Linked DNA regions of Mus musculus: region 2 is linked to region 1. The links are chromatin contacts, called in public promoter capture Hi-C maps. All regions are on one chromosome and are shown on one strand. Each heading gives the region's core, a stretch centred on a gene start, on an enhancer-like site or on the middle of the called end of the contact. The rest is flanking DNA. Distances are from core to core; before and after follow the strand shown.

Region 1 (5,349 bases), core at 1,550-4,049:
GGTTGTATTATGTGTATGTGATTGTCTTCTTTTGGACTTGTTGTGAGATGTTTAATTTCTCCTGCTTTCTTAGGTGTAGTTACCCTCCTTGTGTTGGAGTTTTCCTTCCAGTGTCGTCTGTAGAGTTGGATTAGTAGAACAATATTGTTTAAATTTGGTTTTGTCATGGGATATCTTGGTTTCTCCATTATGGTGATTGAGAGGTTTGTTGGGTGTAGTATCCTGGGCTGGCATTTGTGTTCTCTTTGGGTCTGGATGGCATCTGTCCAGGATCTTCTGGCTTTTAGAGTCTCTTTTGAGATGTCTGGTGTAATTTTGACAGGTCTGTCTTTATATGTTACTTGGCCTTTTTCACTTACAGCTTTTAATATTCTTTCTTTGTTCTGTGCATTTAGTGTTTTAATTATTATATTACAAGAGTATTTTCTTTTACGGTTCAATCTACTTGGTGTTCTATAGGCTTCTTGTACATTTATGGCCATTTCTTTATTTAAGTTAAGGAAGTTTTCTTCTATATTTTTGTTGAAGATGTGTTCTAGCCCTTTGAGCTGGGAATCATCACCATCTTCTATTCCTATTTTTCATAGGTTTGATCTTTTCATTGTGCCCTGAATTTTCTGGAAATTTTAGGTTAGGAGCTTTTTCCACTTTGTGTTTTCTTTGACCAATGTGCCAATATCTTCTAGGACTGAAATTCTCTCTTCTTATCTCTTGAATTCTGTTGTTGATGCCTGCATCTGTAGCTCCTCACCTCCTCCCAAAGTTGCCTATCTCCAGGGTTGCCTCTATTTGTGTTTCCTTTATTGTTTCTATTCCTTTTGAGGTCTTGGACTGTTTTGTCCAATTCCTTCACCTGCTTGATTGTATTTTCTTGTATTTCTTTAAGGGATTAATTTGTTTCCTCTTTAAGGGCTTCTATCTGTTTGCCTGCATTTTCCTGTATTTTTAAAAGGAGTTATTCATATCCTCCTTAAGGTCTCAATCATCTTCATAAAATAGGACTTTAGGCTAGAATCTTGCTTTTCAGGTGTGTTATGGTACCCAGGACTTGCTGAGGTGAGAGAACTGGGTTCTGATGGTGCCAACTTGCATTGGGTTTTGTCCCTTATGTTCTTGTATTTGCCTCTCACCATCTAGTTATCACTAATGTTAACTGGCCTGGGTGCCTCTGACTGGAGCCAGCCTCCTTGGAGGCAGGTAGTGCTCTGTGACATGGGTTACAGCTGGAATCCTGGAAGGCAGGCATTGCTGTCTCTGATTAGCAGAGGGCAGGGGAGGGGGAGCTCCTGTGTGTCTCTGGTTAGAGCAGGCCTCCTGTGTCCTGACTTAGGGCAGACTTCTTGTATTCCTGGCCTGGGTGAATTTCCTGGGAGACATGTAGGCTCTGGTCTCCAGGGGCAGGATCTGCCCCAGTTACAGATGGAGGTGTAAACTGGATTGTGCCCCTTATTAATGTAAACCTCATGTGTTCCTGGATATTCTAGACTTCCTGGGAGTCAGGCAGGCTGTGGCCCTGGTTACTGTGGACCTCCTGGAAAGGAGGCAGGTTGTAGGGTGTGGGAGGGTATTAGGTCACTGATCTGACCAGGGTGGGGAGGCAGACCAGAAGGAAGGTGGAGCTTGCCAGGGCAGATAGGTCCTGTGTCCACTGGGCTCTGTGGGTATCCCAGCTGACATGGGAATTTGGGTGGGAGTCTCATCAGTGTCCCTGATTACTGTGGACCTACTGAGTGGCAGGCAGCCTATAGGATGTGGGAGTATATCAGGCCCACTGATTTGGCCTCTTATGAAAATTTATGCAAGTAAAGCAGCTATCTCTCTCTCTATTATCTCTCTTGACATTGTCATTTCCATTCCTTTAAGTAACTAGGAGAACAATGTACTAACATTTTGTATGCTTATACACCATCTTTTAACTCTCTAACCTTTGTTTCCTCGTCCTAGCAAGTCCATGGCCTTACATACTTTCCTTCTTATACTACTTATTTCTAAATCCTTTACAAGGCTTTCTCCTTTAAAATAAACCCATCTATCATTTGCTTGCTTTCTATAGATTCCTTCTTTTCCTATCCATACCTTTTTCTTGAGACCACTTTAGCTTTCTATCCTTGATGTCCTCAAATTTACCCTGGCTAATTAATGCATCAGTTATTGGACCAGAGGGTCCATGAATCTCTTCATAATTTCAAAATCAAGGCCAGGAATGGCAATGAACTATTGGTACAAAGGACAATGTAGGCTTTTATGGCCTCTGGAGTTATGTTGTCTAGATCCTTTCTAATGGCCCTAAAGGCCAAGTAGAAGGCCTGTTTCTCATCCTCCACAGCCTCAGGACCACCTCCATTCCTAATTCTTGAGAACTCCATTTAATGTAATGGGAGGAAGTATATTCTCCAGAAATAGAAATAGGAAGTAAAATAGAAGAGAAAGTAGATCAGTTTCAGGCCAGCAGCAACCACAAGCACAGGTGAGGATCAAAGAGTGATGCTTCAGGGGCAGGAATTGTGTCACACCTCCCCTTATGCAGGCATGCTGACTAAGCCTACTTAGTGATTTATTATCTTTGTTTAAAAACACACCACGTCTAATCTTCATGAGAAGGCTGTGTTTCCCAGGGGGTACACAGGCACAGTGCTAAGCAAGTCTCCTTTGTCAGGACAGGAAACCTGAGCCCCTTGACAAGTCATCTGTGCCCAAGGGCTCTTCTCAATGGAAGCAAATATTACTGACAACAGATGACAGGAAGGAGAAGGCAGAAGTTCAACTCACTAAAAATATATACTTGACTCAGAATACTCACATGATGTGAAAAAAGAGAAGTTCTCTTGCCTGTTGCAGGTGACAAGGAGTGAGAAGTGGGGGAGTCATATGTCCCCTTTGCCAAAGACATGCTAGAGCAGCTCTATCTCCCTCATGCCCTCAGGGCTGACTCACCTCCTCCCTTGCCCTAGAATATGCTCTACTATACTGCCCAGGTGAGGGGCAGGGCCAGGTCTCCTGAGTGTGGTGGCTGGCAAGGGGTGGGGTCAGCTCAGCACAGAGATGCATCTGCATGGTCCTTAATGGTAACAAGGACCTGTTCCATCAACACAGACCCCAGCTTCCCTAGGACCAGACATGGCCCCCAGATGCAGCATGGGTTTGGATGTCCTCATGGCCTAACGTGGTAGTGTGGTCTACACAGATCACATGTCCTTTCATGGCAACCTGGCTCTTAGACACCTATATAGTCTCTAGTTGCAACCCAGATCATGGACATCTGCTTGGCCTTTGGTAGTAACTCAGGCACCACAGACATAGACACAGACTCCAGATGCAACAGGACTATGCACTCAAACATGATCCTTGGTGGCAGCTCCAGCCAGGTCCTCACCATAGCCTTCTCATGTGTTCCTGCCTCACTTCTTTCCAGTTCCACATTTCTTCACAGTGTACAAATACCTCAGCTTCACGTTTTAATACATCTCTCCACCGCTTACTCCATATTTCCTATATCTGCATCACACATTCACATATTGGGACTCACAGAGCACTGGGAGGAACAGATGAGAGTAAGACACCCAGCATTGACACCTGCCCCCTATATAAAAAGAGCTATACAAAGGCATGTAGACACACACACACACACACACACACACACACATGATATACATGAGCATACATGTTATATACATACATAAGATCTGTATAAGTGTTTATTTTAGTGAACCTGAACCTAGAAAAGACCATGAGGACCAATTAGGGAGAAGTCTCTCTACACATGTATGGCCTCGTGGACTGTGTTTGGAGATGACGAGACCGAGCACTTATACCTGAAAGGATCTTCATGAGAAAGAAAGTCCTGGCAGACCACAGAGCAACAGTGATGACTTCCCACTGTGAAGCTCTATGCTGAAGGTTCTTTTCTCAGGCAAATGGCTCCTGCCTGTCCTGGAATCCTCTGAGGTCAGGAACCAATTCCTAATCTCCTGGAATGCTCTCAGGATGCTTGTTAAAAATAATAAACCCAATGCCCAGTCAGCAAGTGGATTAGCTACACACATTTGCCCCTTACAGTATTTAGCTAATGCAAGGAAGGTTGGACAAAATTAAGAGCAAGAGTTATCCTTCCTTCCCATTGAATAATTACCAAGTCTGTTGCTCTAAAAATATGATAGATCTCAGCAAATTCTTTCAAATAATCTCAACATCTTTTCTTACCTTTCAGTATTTGGGATGGAACCTAAGTTATAACCCTAACAATACCCTTCCTCCACCTTTTAATTTTTTTTTTTTTAATTTGAAACTGCTTTTCCCAGGCTAGAGGCAGACTTGGGATCCTCCCATGTCAGTGTCCTTAATAGCTGTAATTAAAGGCCTTTGCCACCAGGTACTATTGTATGTAATTTAAAAACCACTGTTACTTTGGCTAAGCTTTGGGACTAACAGTCACTTATCTGCCATCTAGTCAACCCCCATGCCTAGGTAATACTTTCTGGAGATCCTGGCTATGCCCAGAGAACAGACCCTGCCATGTTGCCAGCTGGTGTTTTCCCGAAACTGCCCTTTCCTCTGGCTGGCTTTGCAACCATCCCTCCTGAGAATGCCTGGAACTACTGCTTGTGGTCCACTGGCCATTCACCCCCTTTTACTGGGACTGCCTTGTGGCTGTACACTCTCTCTTGCTCACCTGAATTGCCACTGATAGAAACGCCAGGCAAACTTAATATTTAAAATCAACTAGATGACACAACTGCTGGTCATGGAATCTATCATCCTAGGCTCATCAGGTATCCTATGTTGGAATACCTCCAGTGATGGAGTCCACCACTGGGTCTAACAGCCCCCAGCCTACACGGTGTCCATCTTCTCCACTCCTCAGCCTGGCTGAAAAAACCTCCCCTCCTCCCATATATTCTTCCCTCCTCTTCCTTTCTGGGACCTGGAAATCCTGCCTCTATATCGTCATCCAGAGATTGGCTTCTGCCATCTTTATTTAGCCAATGAAATAATTAGGGAACCTCCACCTACACCTCACCTTTTCTGTCCAATAAAAGCAACAACAACAACAACCTCTTCTCCCTGATATAAATGAAAAAAAAATCATGACAAGTAAGTTACACTGTATGAGGTACAAATAACATCCTGTCAATTTGTCAATTTAGATAAAGTACTCTACCATCTATCCTAACTTAAAAGGCTTACTATTCTACACCTGAGCTATGTCCTGGGTAAGGCTTGTATACCATCTGAAAATAACCTCTCAAATCTATATCATCTCTCTCAATGCTAAAGAGCTTGGATGGCTATGAGACTACAACAAATCTTCAACCCTGCCAGAAATCCAAGAGGGACATAAATATTACCTGA
Region 2 (5,349 bases), core at 1,447-3,946, 150 kb after region 1:
TTTAAGAAGAAAGCTTTGTTTCTTTAATAAGACTCAGCTTGCCTTGTTATTAAGAAAAGATCTGTTCTGTCCCATGGTTAGGAGAAGCCTGCCTGCCCCTCCTGCTCTCTCTGCAGCTTCTGCTCAGATCTGACTAAAACATGTTGTGTCTAGAAAGTAATCCTCAGCTCAGTTCTGACTCTTTTCTTTGTCCTAAGCACTTAAACATCTTTCAGAATCCATGATCACATGTTAAAAAGTTCACTACCACTTTGCATAAATTCACATCATAAATCGAATAAGAAGTTTACAGCAGTGAATGTTTACATGCATATCCATTAGGAGTAATTATCTGGCTTAACATTGATCACCTGTCACAGCTCCACAGGTTCACTGAAAATGAAAAATCATAACTAAGTTATTAGTGAAATTTTGTATAGATAAACACAGTCAATATTTTATCTTCTGTTCTAGCACCTAAAATAAATCATTAGTTCCCTTTTTATGACTTTTGGTTAATTGCTTTGCAACCTTTTGGAATGTGCTCTGAGTAGTAGAAAGTCTGGTTACTATCTAGAAGCAATTCACTGGGGATGCATGGGAGACTGACAGAGTTCTCATTGCAGTTTTGACTATCAGAAAAACACCTAATAGCAGCCCTACTATAAAAGACCTTAATAAATACTGATATAAATTCTTATAGGATCATCATTATGAATTAAGAAGTCATCCATTTGTCTATATAGCATCATTACAAGATAGTACATTTTTGTAGATCTACAGTGATCTGCTCAAAATAGGTAGGCTAATACCTAGCGATTGTTATATATGTTTAATAATAACAGGAAAAGCATATTAATAACAGGAATCTTTCCTAAAATTATTTTCTCCTGCACCTTGCCTATTGGAATTCTGATGTAGAGGTCAGTCTAAGGTGGTCCTCTCAGGAAGATCACCTGCTAGTTATTTGCTTGTCCTAAGATGGATCCTGACATTCTGGACAATTTATGAACGTCTTCTGACATAGATTGGATATAATATACCCACTACATCATGAGCGTCATACTTGCCACCTCTGCCGCCACATCCAGCTATATTTTTACTGACTATGGTATCACTGCCAATAGCCTGGACACCTGGTCAGTGTGGCAGCTGAATGAATGGACTGTCTAAAGATCCTTGGGTGGGAACAAGGACTCAATGGAAACAACTTGATGTCTAATGGGGACATATACTGGTTATTTGAGTGGAGATTGGGAATTCATGACCAGCCTTAAAAGAACAATGTTGTTCTTTTAAGATCTTAGGGGACTTCCTTCGCTGGGAACAGTAATTTTCCTTCCATGACACTGAACTCACTCCCATGCAACATGTTAAGTCTGCATACTATGTACTCTCTCATCAATGGCTTTATTGAAGGAGAGAACATGGCTCCAACAGGAACTGAAGATGGTACATCAAATGACCTGCTAGTGGGATGACACTATTTGACTAGGGCGCATGCACATCAAACCCTGCACTTGCAGCAGAAGGAAGTGCCCTGCAGCAGTGCTGAGGGACAATAAGCTTGGCTGTAGAGCTGGACAGGACAGCTTCCTGACTACCATGCTTTGGTGTGCCAGCCATTCTTCCACCTCTGCTCTTTAGAGCACACATCTTGGGGTTGCTTGTAGCTCTGTTCTTCCAGTGGCCCAAATGGGAGCTCTGACCCTGCCTTGGTGAAGAAGCCTCCTCTGACGCCTTCCTTTAAGGAATACCAATGGTGGCTAAAAGAAACAGGGATTCCAGATGCTCAGTCCACTCAGTACTAGCAGGGCCACCTGATCATTCATGGTAATGGGAGACACTACCAGAACTGTCAGGTTTGTACAGAATGTGATTACCCTTACTGGGCTGCAGTGGTCAGTAAAGTGAATGAGATGAGGTCATGTTCCATGTGGGATAAACATGGTTAGTAGACTGCACCAGGTGATGGGGGAAAGGAGAGAAAAAGATGTGAGAGGGGAGGGGACCAGGAGAAGGGACCAAGAGCGAAGAGAATCAAGATAGCCAAGAGAGCAAATGGCCAAAAATGGCAGGGTTACATAGGAAAGAGAAGCTTGCAGAAGAGTAGCCAGGGCCCCAGGGAGGAGATGTTTAGTTCAGGGGAGAGGTGAGAAAAACTGAGAAGAGCTACAGGTACTGATGGAAGATAGAAGCCAGAATGAATTTTGGTGTGCTAATAGGTACCACAGTTAGCCAGTTGCTTCTTTGGAACCCAACATAAAGGACTTTTTTTCCTCCTCCTCCTCCTCCTCCTCCTCTTCCTCTTCCTCTTCCTCCTCCTCCTCTTCCTTCTCTCTCTCTCTCTCTCTCTCTCTCTCTCTCTCTCATACATAGGTGTAGCTAGAAACTGGAGCACTGTGACCTTATTCAAGGGGCCACAAAGGTGCCTCTACACCCCCATGCACACACCTTACAAAAAAGGATCTCTAGCATTTTTGCAGTCTTTCAGTGGAATTCAAAAAGGAATCATTTGATTGGTAATGAGAATGTTTTTCCTCTCGGCTTTTCACAGCTCAGGAAGGAGTAATTTATCAAGTACTCTGCTTGGAGAAGTAGAGCATAGCCTGGAATGGAGGAACATGGATCCCTGTGGGCGCTTGCAATCTTCTGCTTTCATTTTGTCAGTCATGCAAGCACAGTTTTAAGTACTCACCAGGGGAGAAAAAGCTCTCTTCCCAGCTTGTGCTTGCCAGTAAGACACTCTCCTTTCAGAGTCAAGGCTGCAGCTGGCCTTGGGAGCTTCTTCCTAGGTCTCTAGCAAGTGGAGCCAGAGCTGCTACAGAGGAGGTAAGGGCCATGGGCAGCATCCCAGGAAGGTGGTTGGCAAGAGGGTGGGAGACCTCTCTGCACGTCCTCCTGGGACCTGCATGCTCTCCCCATGCCTCACCCTCACCCTAGTTGTGACACCAGACCAAGAAAGGCGATGTGGTTCCCCAGCCACATCCAAAGCCAAGCCTTTGGCCAGAGGAAGGAAGGCTGTCCCAGTCATGGTTTTGCTTTTGTTTTTCCCCTCAGCTTGCTTTTTGAACCTCTATCTGAGAGGACAGTGCCCTGCTGCTCCATAGCTTCAATCCTGGCTGCAGGGATGGAGGTTGGGAAGGAAGCTGGTGAGATCCTAGATCCTCAAAAATGATAACTGGATGTAGCCCTGGTAGCTAAACATCCACAGATACACAGCTGTGAATGGCCTGTACTTGGACAAACTGGAGTTCTGAGTTTAGGATCCAGATGGATTAGGAGTGAGTCCCAAGCAGGACTTGCTTACCCACTTCAGGGACCAGCTTCCTTCCAAATAGACACAGGAGAGTGTCTCTCTTCCCTGTCACCCATAGCCTGACTAGGGAGAGTGAGTGGCAAACCCAAATTTGCATATTTCATTCCAGCTGAGACTAAAGCCTTGACCTCAGGCATGGAGGACTGTAACCACTGAGAACTAATATGATAACATTGTTATCTTACGAGAATTCTCCTGTATGCAGAGTAGGTCCATATGGTTTTCTGGATTCATTGCACAGATGAATTCGAACCTGACATCCCACAGGGAGAGAGATGTGTGAGCTCCAGACAGAAGGCTGTGTAGTGTGGGCACTGTGCCAGGACCACCAGCATAATTTCTCCTAAGACACACCTGTCTAGAAAGTTAGAGCCATAAGACAACCTTGGCCCTGGGCCATGTCACTGCTCATATCTGGCCCCAGCTTTGTGTGCCTAGAGGAGTATTCTTGCCTCTTTGGAAAAATTGGAGGGAGCCGGATTAACCTACTGCAGGTGCTAGGGGTGGGTGGCAAAGCTGTGATAGGTGTTGGTAGTGTTGTAGCTGGCAAAGCTGATCTCCTGTCTGTTGCAGCCTTCACCATGGAGCAGCTGAGTTCAGCGAACACCCTCTTCACCTTGGAGCTGTTCCACACACTGAAGGAAAGCAGCCCCACAGGAAACATCTTCTTCTCTCCATTTAGTATTTCTTCTTCCTTGGCCATGGTCTTTCTGGGAGCCAAAGGCAGCACTGCAGCCCAGCTCTCTAAGGTTAGCAGAGGCCAAACTGGCCAGCTCTCCCTGCCATATCTCTGCTGACATGGTGCAGTCAGACTTTCACAAAAGCCCTCCCCTCCTCCTAATCCCTCTGCTCCTTCCATCACTGCCCGCACCACCCCAACCCCCCAAAAACCTTCAGTTATTCATTCACCGGCAGCTTCGAGTGAACATAGGGTAGTGTCTCTGTTCACTTGGGGAAACAGAGTGAAGAAAAACAAGGACAAGACCTGTGGGCTTTGAGTGCCTCCTACTTCCATGAGTAAATTGTGTAAGCCCTGCACTTCCTCAGAGCTATGGGTTTCCTGTTTTCCTTTTTGAATGGATCATCACTGTTTATGAAACATGCCTGTAATTCAGTGTCTGTTAGCAATTCCTCTAGGCTCTGCCCAACAGTTGCCTAGCAACAGCCAGATTTGGAGCCTGGCTCCAGTGTAAATCTGTTGGGCTCTTGGCTCTTGTGCCCTCTCCCTCTCCCTCTCCCTCTCCCTCTCCCTCTCCCTCTCCCTCTCCCTCTCCCTCTCCCTCTCCCTCTCCCTCTCCCTCTCCCTCTCCCTCTCTTTCCCTCTCCCTCTCCCCACCTCTCTGTCTCTCTTTACAGTGTCTCTTCCCCTTTCTTTCTCTCATCTCTCTCTTTCTGTCCTTCTCTGTCCCTCTTTTTCTCTGCCTCTACCTCTTTCCAAATCTCCCATCTGCTCCCTGGCTCCCTTCCCCCCTACACTCCCTTTTTTATTAGGATTGTCACATGGCTAATACCTACTGGGGAACATATTGACAGGGATTGCTGCCACTCTTTTATAAAACATAACAATGCTAACTTCAGGCATATAGATATGGGAACAAGCTACAGGAGGCAGCTTGGTGGTGGTACCCATTGTAGGGACAAGGTAAAAGATAGCCATTTGTCTGTGTTTCCAGGCTTAACCCTGTGCCTTTCTCCAGCCTGATTTGACTGGCTGTGGGTCTGCAGGATTAGCAATGGGAAAGTAAAAGTGGCCTGGTCAACAGAACCTACATCCTCTCACCCCACCCCTGGGAGACAACAGGTCACCTTTGCCCCCCTCCCCATTCTTCCTTAATGGGTGTGGGGTGCTCTCGGTGTTCCTTAATTCTGAGAGGACAATTCTTGCCACCTTTGGAAGTCTAGGCAGGAGTGGGCAAAGTGTTTCCTTATTGATCTGCCTGGCTACTTTGTACCTGCTGCTTATTGCTTCTCATAGGTTATGTTTGCTTCAATGTTAAGGTTTTACTGCTGACAACTTCAGGAAACAATAATGTTAATGTCCTTTCCTCCCC

What was found. Promoter capture Hi-C pulls out the DNA fragments that hold promoters and counts their contacts.
Region 2: a promoter capture Hi-C map of macrophages shows a contact between it and region 1, with 6 read pairs. The contact joins the promoter of Serpinb1b here to the enhancer-like site in region 1. A contact is called at or near these places in 6 of 39 promoter capture datasets (the 3T3-L1 cell line, embryonic stem cells, hippocampal neurons and 3 more), 2 of 484 Hi-C or Micro-C datasets (3T3-L1-derived adipocytes and bone marrow-derived macrophages), 8 of 115 datasets of contacts at active chromatin or transcription factors (CD8 T cells, bone marrow-derived macrophages, cardiomyocytes and 4 more) and 5 of 9 other capture datasets (adipose tissue, embryonic stem cells, liver and 2 more).

The regions. Positions count from the first base shown.
Region 1 is chr13:32,932,337-32,937,685 of GRCm38.p6, forward strand. It overlaps a transcript of Serpinb1c not described here. Among named protein-coding and RNA genes, the nearest start is that of Serpinb6b, 30 kb to the right of the region's middle. Within about 2 kb of position 2,800, at least 60 of the 459 cell types and tissues checked have an H3K27ac peak or open chromatin away from gene starts, as enhancers often do. A contact at or near this core is called in CD8 T cells, bone marrow-derived macrophages, macrophages and 1 more, where this site is marked.
Region 2 is chr13:33,081,407-33,086,755 of GRCm38.p6, forward strand. It overlaps Serpinb1b (serine (or cysteine) peptidase inhibitor, clade B, member 1b), which reads left to right and starts at 2,697. Exons shown (of 7, transcript NM_173052.2): 1 at 2,697-2,811; 2 at 3,872-4,047. The coding sequence starts at 3,880.